Regions from separate parts of the Sus scrofa genome. Here region 1 is linked to region 2. The links are chromatin contacts, called in public Hi-C maps. All regions are on one chromosome and are shown on one strand. The core of a region is the stretch at or near the end of the contact, and the rest is flanking DNA. Distances in the headings are between cores, read along the strand shown. Region 1 overlaps LOC102157601 (a long non-coding RNA gene). Region 2 overlaps LDLRAD3 (low-density lipoprotein receptor class A domain-containing protein 3).

Evidence for each region. A called contact is a pair of places that touch in the nucleus more often than the background predicts.
Region 1: a Hi-C map of liver shows a contact between it and region 2, with 5 times the contacts expected there. The contact joins two enhancer-like sites. A contact is called at or near these places in 4 of 47 Hi-C or Micro-C datasets (embryonic fibroblasts, liver and skeletal muscle).

The regions. Positions count from the first base shown.
Region 1 is chr2:25,246,653-25,252,098 of Sscrofa11.1, reverse strand. LOC102157601 (a long non-coding RNA gene) reads left to right here. Exons shown (of 7, transcript XR_001306887.2): 5 at 2,458-2,626; 6 at 3,611-3,786; 7 at 4,526-5,446. Among named protein-coding and RNA genes, the nearest start is that of LDLRAD3, 94 kb to the right of the region's middle. Within about 2 kb of position 2,103, at least 2 of the 83 cell types and tissues checked have an H3K27ac peak or open chromatin away from gene starts, as enhancers often do. A contact at or near this core is called in liver, where this site is marked.
Region 2 is chr2:25,112,279-25,117,750 of Sscrofa11.1, reverse strand. All of the region lies in intron 1 of LDLRAD3 (low-density lipoprotein receptor class A domain-containing protein 3), which reads left to right. Among named protein-coding and RNA genes, the nearest start is that of LDLRAD3, 40 kb to the left of the region's middle. Within about 2 kb of position 1,835, at least 4 of the 83 cell types and tissues checked have an H3K27ac peak or open chromatin away from gene starts, as enhancers often do. A contact at or near this core is called in liver, where this site is marked.

The sequences.
Region 1 (5,446 bases), core at 854-3,353, 130 kb before region 2:
AATAAACATGAAAATGAATTAGATCATGCATATTGACAGAGGGTCCAATATTTGCTTCTCTCACCCCAGTAGATGATCTTGTACCCAAAGAAATGGGCACTTTGGAGGTACAAACCCAAATGCCTACCAGAGCCAAGCAGGCAGCGTAAATGAGTCAAGTGGACTGAGTGTAAGAAAACCAATGGTACAGGTAGATAAGAAATGACAACTGATTCTGAGCCTCGGTGTTGGGCACAATAGGGAGGGGTAGGGATTGTGGCAAAAACAGGAGCAAATTTTTCATTTGAAGAGGCAGCTATTCCTCAGTTTTAGTTACCACTACTTGAGAATGTGGGCCCAGGGTTTCCAGTTTTCCAATTTTTCAATAGAAATTTTTTTCAATAGAAATTTCAGGAGAAATTCAGCTTTTTACATGTAATTGCACAACTTTAAGATGTTGGCCATTGGTTTCATTTCTTTACAAAAATTTGGGGGTCTGAGTGGGTCAAAATCAGGTTACAGGCCACCAAAGGCCAACCGCTGGAGTAAAGGAAGGGGCTTAGTCTTTCCAGCCAGACAAACTTGATTTTGAATCATATTTCTACTTTTAACAAGTAATTTAACTTCTCTGTGCTTTTGTTTTGGGGCCAATGAATGGAAATAATAAGTTCCTCTGAGGGTGTGCTGTGATACATACAAAGCATTTAACACAGTGCCTGGCATATAACACAGGCTCAATTTATCATGCCTCCAGTCATGAGTGGAGGCCTGCCTGGACCTCAGCTCTGCTGACCTCTGATCCAGTTCTCTTGACACTCTCAGAGGCTTCAAGAGAGACCCCCCGCCCCTGGCATCCAAATTTCAATCCTATACTTTGCAAAATTGATGCTTTCTGGGTGGGTCACACGGACTGAAATGGGAGTCACACACACTGGGAATGGGAGTCACGTGATCTGAGCTCTAGTCCGTGGGCTAGGTGAACCTGGACAAGTGATGGAACTACTCTGGGCCTCTGTTGGACTAGTTAGAAGTAGACACAGTAATAGCCACCTCCAAGAGTAATCATGCAGATGTCATACCATACACGGTGCTGGGTATTTGCCATCTACCCCACCCCAGCACCTCTCTCTAGCCTCTGCTCCCTGCTTTGTGCCCCAGAGTTTGATCTCAGCAGATGGCATCAGTAAGGCCCTGCTCTGGTCCCCAGTTCAGCAGATGAGATAAACCAGGGGAAGCAGCAGATGGAAGGAGAGAGGGCAGGGTGCTAGGGCCCCAGTCTGTGGTAGTGGCCAGTGGCAGTGTTCCTCTATGGAAGGCCTCAGCTCCTCCCAGGCAGTCCACACCTGCAGCTCCAGTGCCAGCTCCAGCTACGCTCTCTTGTTCTTTCTTTTTTTTCCTTTTTAGGGCCACACCTGAGGCATACGGAAGTCCCCAGGCTAGGGGTCAAATCGAAGCTACAGCTGTCGGCCTACACCACAGCCATAGCAACACAAGATCCGAGCTGTATCTGGGACCTACACCACAGCTCATGGCTATGCCAGATCCTTCACCCACTGAGTGAGGTCAGGGATGGAACCCACATCCTCACAGATCCTAGTCATGTTTGTTAACTGCTGAGCCACGAAGGGAACTCTCTTCTTTTAGAGTCCACTTTCTCCCTGTCCTCTGTCAGCAGGGCTGGTAGCAGCTCCCCAGCACTGCCAGCCCCCAGGGTCTTCGCCACCCCTGGCTGGTTTCCCCTAATCCTGCTCACACCTTTGTAAGTAGTCCCTCATTATACGCTCCTGAGCCACCTTGATTGTGTCATCTCCTGCTGAGACCCTGACCATGACACATGCATAGCACATGGGTTTTTATTTTTACCTTGGAGCCTTGGCTATGGAAGCCACTTGGTGTTGCTAGAATTAATTTGAGATCATAAGCTTTTCTGCCTCACCCTCAGGCTGCCAGAAAATCCAATTATCCAGATCCCTTACTCCCCGAATGCCCCAGTCCACTGAAATCCGTATCCATTGATGGACAATTTGTTCATTATACAAATGTTTGTCATGCAGCTGCAATGTACCAGGCCCTGAACTAGGTCCTGAAGCTGCAATGAGATTAAGCAAACAATGTCCTTATCTTTTGGAATTTGTAGTCCCATGGGTTTATATGGGAACTGTTACCAGGGGAACAACCTTTCCATAGCCACCATGAAGCCAGCTGACTGGCCAGAGCTCCTGTGGCTATGAGGACCCAAAACACCCTCTCCAGACTATATGTCTTCATAGTTAGTGTTTGCAGCTAACACCATGAATTGACTGACCCGACTCCCAGGCAGAAGTCCTAGCCACCTTCCAGCTCAGTAATCACGGGGAACAGTTCTGGCTAATAAGTTATAAGCTTGAATCACAAGCCCTTGCTTCCCTCATATAAAATGACAGACTCCACAGTTATAAATATTTGTTCTCCTTATGCCTTTTCCCTTTGCCTGCTTAGAACAAAGAGGCGATGTTTGGTACCATGAGACAAGAAGCCTGCACTCTAAGGATGGCAGCGCGAAGAGAGACAGAAGAGAATTTGTTCATATGATGTCATTGAGCTTCCACATCAGTCCAGACTGCTTAACTCTGGATTTGTATAAGCCCCCTCTTTGTTTAAGACACAGGTAGGTAGGTGTGTTACGTATATTCAAGAGAATTAGTGTCTTGGAGGAAAGCCTCCAGAATCTCTGATCCAGCACCTTCCCTTATATATGAGGAAACTGAGGCATAGAGAGGGATGGAACTGGCCCCAGATCACACAGCCCAACTAGAACTCAGGTCCCCCAGCCAGTCTAAGTCCACGCTTAACAAGTTCCAATAGCCTGTGCAAAGATTTGTGAGCTTTGTGCATATATGTTTCCACTGTTTTCTTTGTTTACAGGCCCTGTAGAAACAGAGCTCATCTTTTTGGTCCTGCTTGGCCCTCTAAAAAATAGCTGACATGATCATGAGCAAAATTATATGCTTCATATTTTAAGTCACTAGCGTTGGGGGAAGGAGTTGTTACTTAGCAAGAGCTAACCAATGCATCACATTCATGGACCATTTACTTTCGGTCAAATCCATGCTGAGAGCTTTACATAAATACTGCGTTTAATTCTCATACTGTCCAATGAAGCAGATATTGTCATCTTTACTTTCTAGATGAACAAACCTGAGATTTGGAAAATTTAGATAACTTGCCCTTAAGTCACACAGAAGTGAATCTAGGATTTGAACCCAAGCATCCTGACTCTGGAACTGTGCTAGGATTTCCTTTCCTTCAGTAGCCTCTGCCTTTTGTTCCTTTAAAAGCTGGTTTGGCTCCAAAATCCTAGGAGGCATTTTTTTTTTTTTTAGTATCTTGTCGCAGTACCCAGGACATTTTGGCAGTTAGGGTACGAATGTTAGCCAGTGCCTGACTGCATCTTCTGAACAAGCCTGACCTTGCCAGCAGCTCTAATTTCTCTCTTTCTCACAAATTCTGTTATCTCTGCTGAAAAATCCACCTGATTCTGGCTGCTTCTCAGCACCTCTTTTGCTACCAATCTGGTCCAACACATTGTCCCCTTTTACCTAGATCACTGTAGTGGGATCTTGACTGATCTTCTTGATCTCTTCCCCACTAGGGCCTTCTCATATCAGCTGGAGTGATCATTTGAAAATAAAATCAGACTGTGGCGATCTATGCTTCAATACTCTGTGTTCATTTGTAAGGACTGCTACAGACTGTGTGGCTTCAATAACAGAAGTTAAATTTTCCCATGGTTTTGGAGGCTGAAGGTCAAGATCAAGATATCAGCAGGTTTGATTTCTCCTTGAGCCTCTCCCCTTTGCTTGTGGATGGCTGCCTTCTCACTGTGTCCTCACGTGGCCTTTTGTCTACACACATGATCTCTGGCATCTCTTTGTGTATCCAAATTTCTTCTTCTTAGAAGGGCACAAGTCATGTCAGAATAGTCATATTAAATTGGCCCTAATAGCCTCATTTCAGCTTAATCACCTCTATAAAGGCTCAGTCTCCAAATGCAGCCACATTCTAAGGTACCAGAGGTTAGGGCTTCAACATAGTAATTTGTGGGGGATACAGTGCAGCCCTTTTATAACATCTTTTCTTGATTTCCCAGCAAACTTCGGGTAGGCTCCCAAGTCACCTGCACATCCTCTGAGGTTCCATGTGCTCGGGCCCTGCCACATCTCCTTCCACCCCCACTATGTTCCACATGCTCTGATTGCACTGGCCTCCCAGCTTCTCATACCCCCAAAGCATGCTCCTGCCTGCAGAGCCTTTAACTTGCTATTTCCTTTGCCAAAACATTCTTTTACCCCCCAGATCTCTTCAGAGGCTTACTGTGCCTCTGTCCTCTGTTACCTTGCCCTAATACTACCTTCCTAATGGTCCAGCTTCTAACCTTGCCTTGTTTTTCTTTGAAATGCTTACTACTACCTGCCATCATCTTATATTTGTTTATTGTTCAATTGTCTGTCTTCCCCACTTGACTATCAACTCCATGAGGCAAAGACTCCGTTTGTTTTGTTCCCAGATAATATCTCCAAGACCTAATCATAGTAGTGCTGCACATAACACCCCAAAAAAAGTTTGAAAAAAAAAATGAAAAGAATGAGTGAAAGAAATGAAATAGAATGGAATAAAATGAATTGAATGAATGAAAATTTAAAATGAAAGAAAACCCCATGCAAGTAAGAAAAAAATTCTTTTTCATGCCTCTATGACCTTTGTTCTCAATTCCAATGTTTGACCTAAGAGTTAACCATTTATCTTCTGGAAGCTCATCAAACATCCCAGAACATTTAGTTAAAAATCTCTCCCAGGTCGTCATCAACTGGTTCCAAATGCAAGAACCCAGAAACTTGCAAAGATTTTCCCCCATTTATCTTCTTTCTCACCTGCAGCTGACAGCCCCAAGTAAAGGTGCACCCCAGAACTTTGACAGTGAAATAATTGAGTATGCAAATAAATCATTTTATTATGGGTAAAGAAATTCAGATCATTTGAAGAAAAGAACATGGGAGAGGGAATGTATACAAAAATTATGTGCTCTTCAAACCAACTGCCCCAGTGTATGTTTCTCTGCAATTCTGAGTTGACCCATTGCTCTAGCCCTCGTGGCAGCTTCTAGAATTGCAGGTAAGGAAGAGAAAATGGGAAGTAAAGAGAACCAACATTTTTTAAAGATTCAGCAACTATTTTAGTGGACTCAAAATATAGCTACCTCCCCTTGGGGAAATCAAACCTCAGTCTCCAGCAAAACAGGATCTGGACGTACCATTCTGCAAAGGCAGATCAATACATTCTTTGTTCTGGTCCTATAGATGCATTTGATGCAGAACATCTGTTTGAATCCTCACAAAAACATGCAGGAAAGAAATCTATCCAGAGGAAGCTGAGGCTCAGAGACACGAAGTATTCTCAGAAGTTAAAGGGGGCAGGATTTGAACCTAGG
Region 2 (5,472 bases), core at 586-3,085:
TCTGAGTTTGGGGAACTTGGAATGAACCGTTTCCCTTGAATGGTGAGAGCAGAAGCTGGGTTTGTAAATTTGGGTTAAGCAATTGAGCTGCAGAGGAAGAGCAGGCAGCTATGTGCCACTGATAGGCGATTCCCGCACTTGAATTTATGGACCAGGACACTAATGAAAAATAAACCAAAAATCTTGGACCTCAGATGTTGGCTCACCCACTTTGATTTGATTAAATGAGAACAGTGAGCAAAAAAAATCACCTTTTATCGTATCACCACCATTTTATGATAGAAGTCAAATGTTAATACACGACAATATGAGTGATTACCATTTTATAATAGAAATCACATTTTAACACAGTAGTGTAGGACTGGCTCTCCTCAGGACAAAGGGTGGCCCTTTCGATGGGGTAAGTTGAAGTCTAAGAAGAGCAGAAGCAAATGTTCCTTCAGTTGCTAATTTCATCGCTGACCACTGGACGTTGGCGGTAGACCGCAGGAGAAGGAGAAGCTGTAGGGCAGAGGCCCGGGGCGGTGGGAGGAGGCCGGTAACCGGTGTCCAGATGTGTGGCTACTTAGAATACAGGGAGGGATTTTCTAGGGAAGGGAGCCCTGATGTCCAGAGGCACTGGGCGGGGTGGGGAGGCTCCTGTGAACTAGAGGGGTGGGACATGCCGAGGAGAGGAGGGAGGCAAGAGGAACCGAGGGGATGCTTATTTAGCACCTGCCAGAGGTGTGTTAGGAGAGTTCGATCATCACATAACCCTCATCAAAATCTTTGGGAGGCGGGGGACTGTTCTTCCATTTTACTGATGAGGAAGCTGAAGCTGCAGGTGTTTGATGGACTGAAGTCACCTCCTGACCAGGTCACAGAGTTGGGGTTCACATGCTGTTTGGAACCTTCTCCAGGACTTTTTTATTTGGAGCGACAGTCCTGACATGCTGAGGCCCTTCTGTGTGTCCCCTTGCGCTTTGTTGGTCTCGTGACCGGCTGACTGTTTCAGGCACTTAGATTGCCAAAGTTCAGCCTCAGCAGCTGGCAGCTGGCAGGTGGGACTGCATCAACGTACAGGTTTCCCAAGTGCATCCTGAGTGAGTCCTGGTCCCGGGCTCAGTGTCACGATTCTATCCACGGACCTGGGTCCTGGGATCGTGCGCCTTAGCTGAGGGTGACAGCCAGGACCCTGGTTTCTCCCCTTCTGGAAACGGAGACCCTTGACATTCCAAAACAGCCAGGATTTGAACCCCGGACCCACCTTCTAGGTCCAGGCCCCTCTCACTCACGCCCGGCATGAACCCCCCCAGAGGACACCCCTGGAAAACTCATAATGGACTCTTTGAACAGCTGCCTGAGGACGGTTTTCAGATTTTCAGCCATTTTTCTTTTTTAATGGAAGCTCTGTCTGGCTGGTTGGTTAATGGGTCCCAGGTTCTCCCAGGCCACTTACTTCCTAATTTTCAAGCATTATCCGTGGAGAAAATCCATCCTGCAGGAGCTTATGCATTAATGAGCGAGTCAAAGTCAGTCTCAAGTCCTGGGCAGCAGCTTTGATCGTGGCAATGGGTGTCCAGGTTCCACTGCAGGGGACGGGGGCCTGCTCTGCCCGTGATTTATTCATTTCTTCCTTGGCCGCCCCGCCTGCCCAGCTCTCCTGGGAAGGACTCGGCCTCCGCTCCAGGCTCGCTCTCTCTCCATCTGGCCTGTGGAGCTTCCGGGGCCTTCTGTCTGAACCTTTCTGCACAGCTGGAAGGCAGCCAGATGTTGGAAGCAGAGGTGCACACCTTGGGCAAACCCTTTTCCAGCAGCCCACTGGGCCTCTTATCCACACACCAGCCCCTCCTCCTCTTCTTCCGAGGCATGTGGGGCCCACGTGCGGGGGTGCATTTGCTTAGAGACCCACTGATAAAATATTTACAGCAGCGACTTGGCACCAGGCCCTGGTTGTTTGTTTTAAAAGTCTTACAACACATCAGCCATCAGGGTGCCGGCTTGTTGGCGTTGGGTGTCTTGCCTGCGGTTTTTGTTTTTACGAGGAGTGGAGAAGCTGGGCCTGATCTTCTGGGAAGGAGGCTGCTCTGTGGGAGAAAACCGCTCCCTTGTGAGGTTCATTGAGTGCCCTGTGTGCCCCCGCTTGGCGTCCTTCTCTCTTTAATCCTCTCTCCATCTTCTAGATGGGTCGAATTGTGTCCCTCCTTAAAGATACGTTCAGGTCCTCACCCCTGGTGCCTGTGGATGTGACCTTATTTGGAAATGGGGTCTTTGCACATGTAATTAGTTAAAGTGAAGACCTATGGGTTAGAGGGGACCCGGACTCCACAGACTGATGTCCTTAGTGGAGGGGACACACAAAAATCACGCAGAGGAAGATGGCCCCAGGAGGTCAGCAGCAGAAATTGGAGGGATGTAGGTATGGGCCAAGGAGCGCCAAAGGCTGCCGGCACCACCAGGAGCGAGGAGGAGGCCAGGAATCATCTTCCCTGGAGCCTTCGGGGAGAGCCTGGCTTGCATCTGGTGTGGCTGTGGCTTCGGGGAGAGCCTGGCTTGCATCTGGTGTGGCTGTGGCTGTGGCTTAGGCAGGCCAGCACCTGCAGCTCCAATTTGACCCCTAGCCAGACTTGTTTTGTTCTGAGCCACCCACTTTGTGGTAATTTATTAAGCAGCCCTGGGAGACAATATAGTAGGAATTAGCTAGAAGGAATTAACCCCATTTTGCAGATGTACAAACCAAGGCTCAGGCCTGTTAGACATTCTGCTCTGAGTCACTCCGCTCGCACTTGGAGGCAGAGGAACAAAGACTGTGTGGTGGTGCCACCAAGGCCAGGCTTTCCAGGTGAGGTGGTGGCTCCCTGATGCCGTTATCTAGGTCAACCTAATGGGCAGTTTGGGCTCCGAGGGAGGGCACCCAGTTGCAGCTTAGATCTGCTTTCCATCTGGATTCAGGCAGAAGTTTCTCTTGAGGCAGACTCTGGGGAATGCTTGCTGCTGCTGAGGGGACACTGGTATTTTCCATGGAGGGGATCTTAGTATGGGGGGAGATGTCATTTGTTTTTTGCGACATGACATGTATGTTCTGGGAGGCTCATTCTCCAGAGAGGTCAGACAGCTCGCCCCGGATCTGTCAGGAGTTGGAAAAAAGACGAGAAATAACAGAAGGTGCCGTCCATCCTAATCCCTCTAATCTTGTCTATTTCCAGCTGTGCTCTTAGCTCCGTCTGGGCTGGCCACCTCCTTGTTCTCAGCTGGGCGGGAGAGAGGTAGGCAGGAGCCCTTCGTGGGAAAGATAGTCCCCTCAGGGCGTTGGGGCACCGGTGAAGGTTTTTTTTAAGGGGAGCATCATGACCTGTTGGATGTTGTTTTGGGCTAAAAAATGTCCCCCCGCCCCAAATTCATATACTGAAATCCTAACCCCTATACCTGAGGATGGGTACCTTTAAGGACAGAGATAGGGCCTTTAAAGAAGTGCTTAAGGAATTCCCATTGTGGCTCAGTAGGTTAAGAATCCGACACAGCCTCCATGAGGTCTTGGGTTTGATTCCTGAGCCCACATAGTGGGTTAAGGATCCGAGGTTGCCATTGGCTGTGGTGTAGGTCGCAGATGAGGCTTGCATCTGGTGTGGCTGTGGCTGTGGCTTAGGGAGGCCAGCACCTGCAGCTCCAATTTGACCCCTAGCCTGGGAACTTCCATATGCCGCAGGTGCAGTCCTAAAAAGGAAAAAACAAAAATAAAAAGAGGCAGTTAAGGCAAAGGTGGGCCCTAATCCCGTCTGACTGGGGTCCTTAGGAGAAGAGGAAATTTGGACATGCAGACAGACCGGGGATGCAGAGGAAAGGCTGTGTGAGGACACAGCGAGGTGGGGGCCCTCTGCAAGCCACGAAGAGAGGCCTCAGGAGAAACCAGCCCTGTCCACACCATGATCTTGGACTTCTAGCCTCCAGATCTGTGAGAAAATACATTTCTCTCGTTGAGGCCATTCAGTCGGCAGTGTTTTGTTCTGGAGCCCGGGCAGGCTGATGCAGACATTTAAGATGAGTGTAGCAGTGGCAGGGAGTGTGGGAGAGGGGTGGTGTCAGGGGCGCTCGGAGTGGCTGGAGCTTGTAGGGAAGAGACACCGGTGGCCTGGACAAGGGTGGTGACCTTGGAGGCGGAGAAAGGTAGGTTACCGGACTGTGTAGAGGTAGAATCCATGGAGGCTTGTCATCAGCTACCAGGAGGGGCCCGAGTGAGGCAGGGAGTCCAGGAGGACTCTGGGTTTCTGTCTGGATGGGCGGTGGCTCTGTTCTCGGGGTCCAGGGGCCCCTCAAAGAGCCAGAGGTGTGGGGGGTCAGGGGTCTGGGTTGTCTCTGAGAAGTCATTTTGAGGTTGTATCTGGGGCTCAGAGGAAAGGTCTGGGCAGTGTTGGAGATGTGGAAGTGCCAGCATCTAGAGGGCAGCTAAGTCCTGGGTGCCAGCGAGGTCGCACCTGAGCAGAGGCGCTGCACCTCGTGAAGCACAGAACTCTGAGGATGCCAGCTCTCTGGGAGGACGCCGCCCAAGGAGATCCAGAGGGGAACAGCCTGCGTGCTGTGCTGAGAAATGGAGCGTTTCAAGACCCCAGCTGGGGTGGAGACAGAGACCAGGGGTCTTTAGTGTGGCCAGGTGGGGAGATTGGGATGGGGGGGAGTCTTAAAAGAGGATGAGCAGAGAACCAGAGGAACCATGGTAGCTTAGACATTTTCATCATTGTTTGTCTTTAAATGGGTAATATCTATAATGGTTTGAATTTTAAAGAAAATACAGTGAAAAAGTAGTTCCCCCCCTCACCCCGGCTGCCTCACTGTGCAGTTTCCAGATGCCAGTTAGACCAGTTCTCAGGTCCAGAGGAAAGCAGCCCTCAGATTCTTGTGTGTTCTTCCAGAGGTAGCTGTTTATGGCTCCATAACATATATAATGTATGATATATAGACAGAGGTTTATAGATGGTTGTCTGTATATAATACCTGTCTCTAACTGTATATATATTATTGTATCTACATGGGATATTGTGTATATATAGCATCAAGATTTAATTTCTTTATAGAAATTATAGCATGTCATACATGAAGTTCTGTGACATTTATTTACTGATTTGAATTTTGTCTTAAAGAAATACACATACATATATATGTATGTAACTGAATCAGTTTTTTGTACAGCAGAAATTATCACATGGTAAATCAACTACACGTCAATAAAACTTGAAAAAATGAAAAAAAAAAGAGAAATACAACCATATGGTTTCATATTCATAAGATGTGAAAAATCACACAGTGAAAAGTCCCCCCTCTCACGCCGGCCCCAGCCATCTCTCGTCTCCCCCCTGGAGGTACCTCTTTTTGTTTGCTTGTCTTTTGGCATTTTGGTTATAGTTGTTGTTTATTCCTAAGCATATCTCAGAGCTCTCTCTATCAAAACAGAAAGCGCAGCCTCATTTCTTTGTATGGGTGATGGCATTCATAGTATTC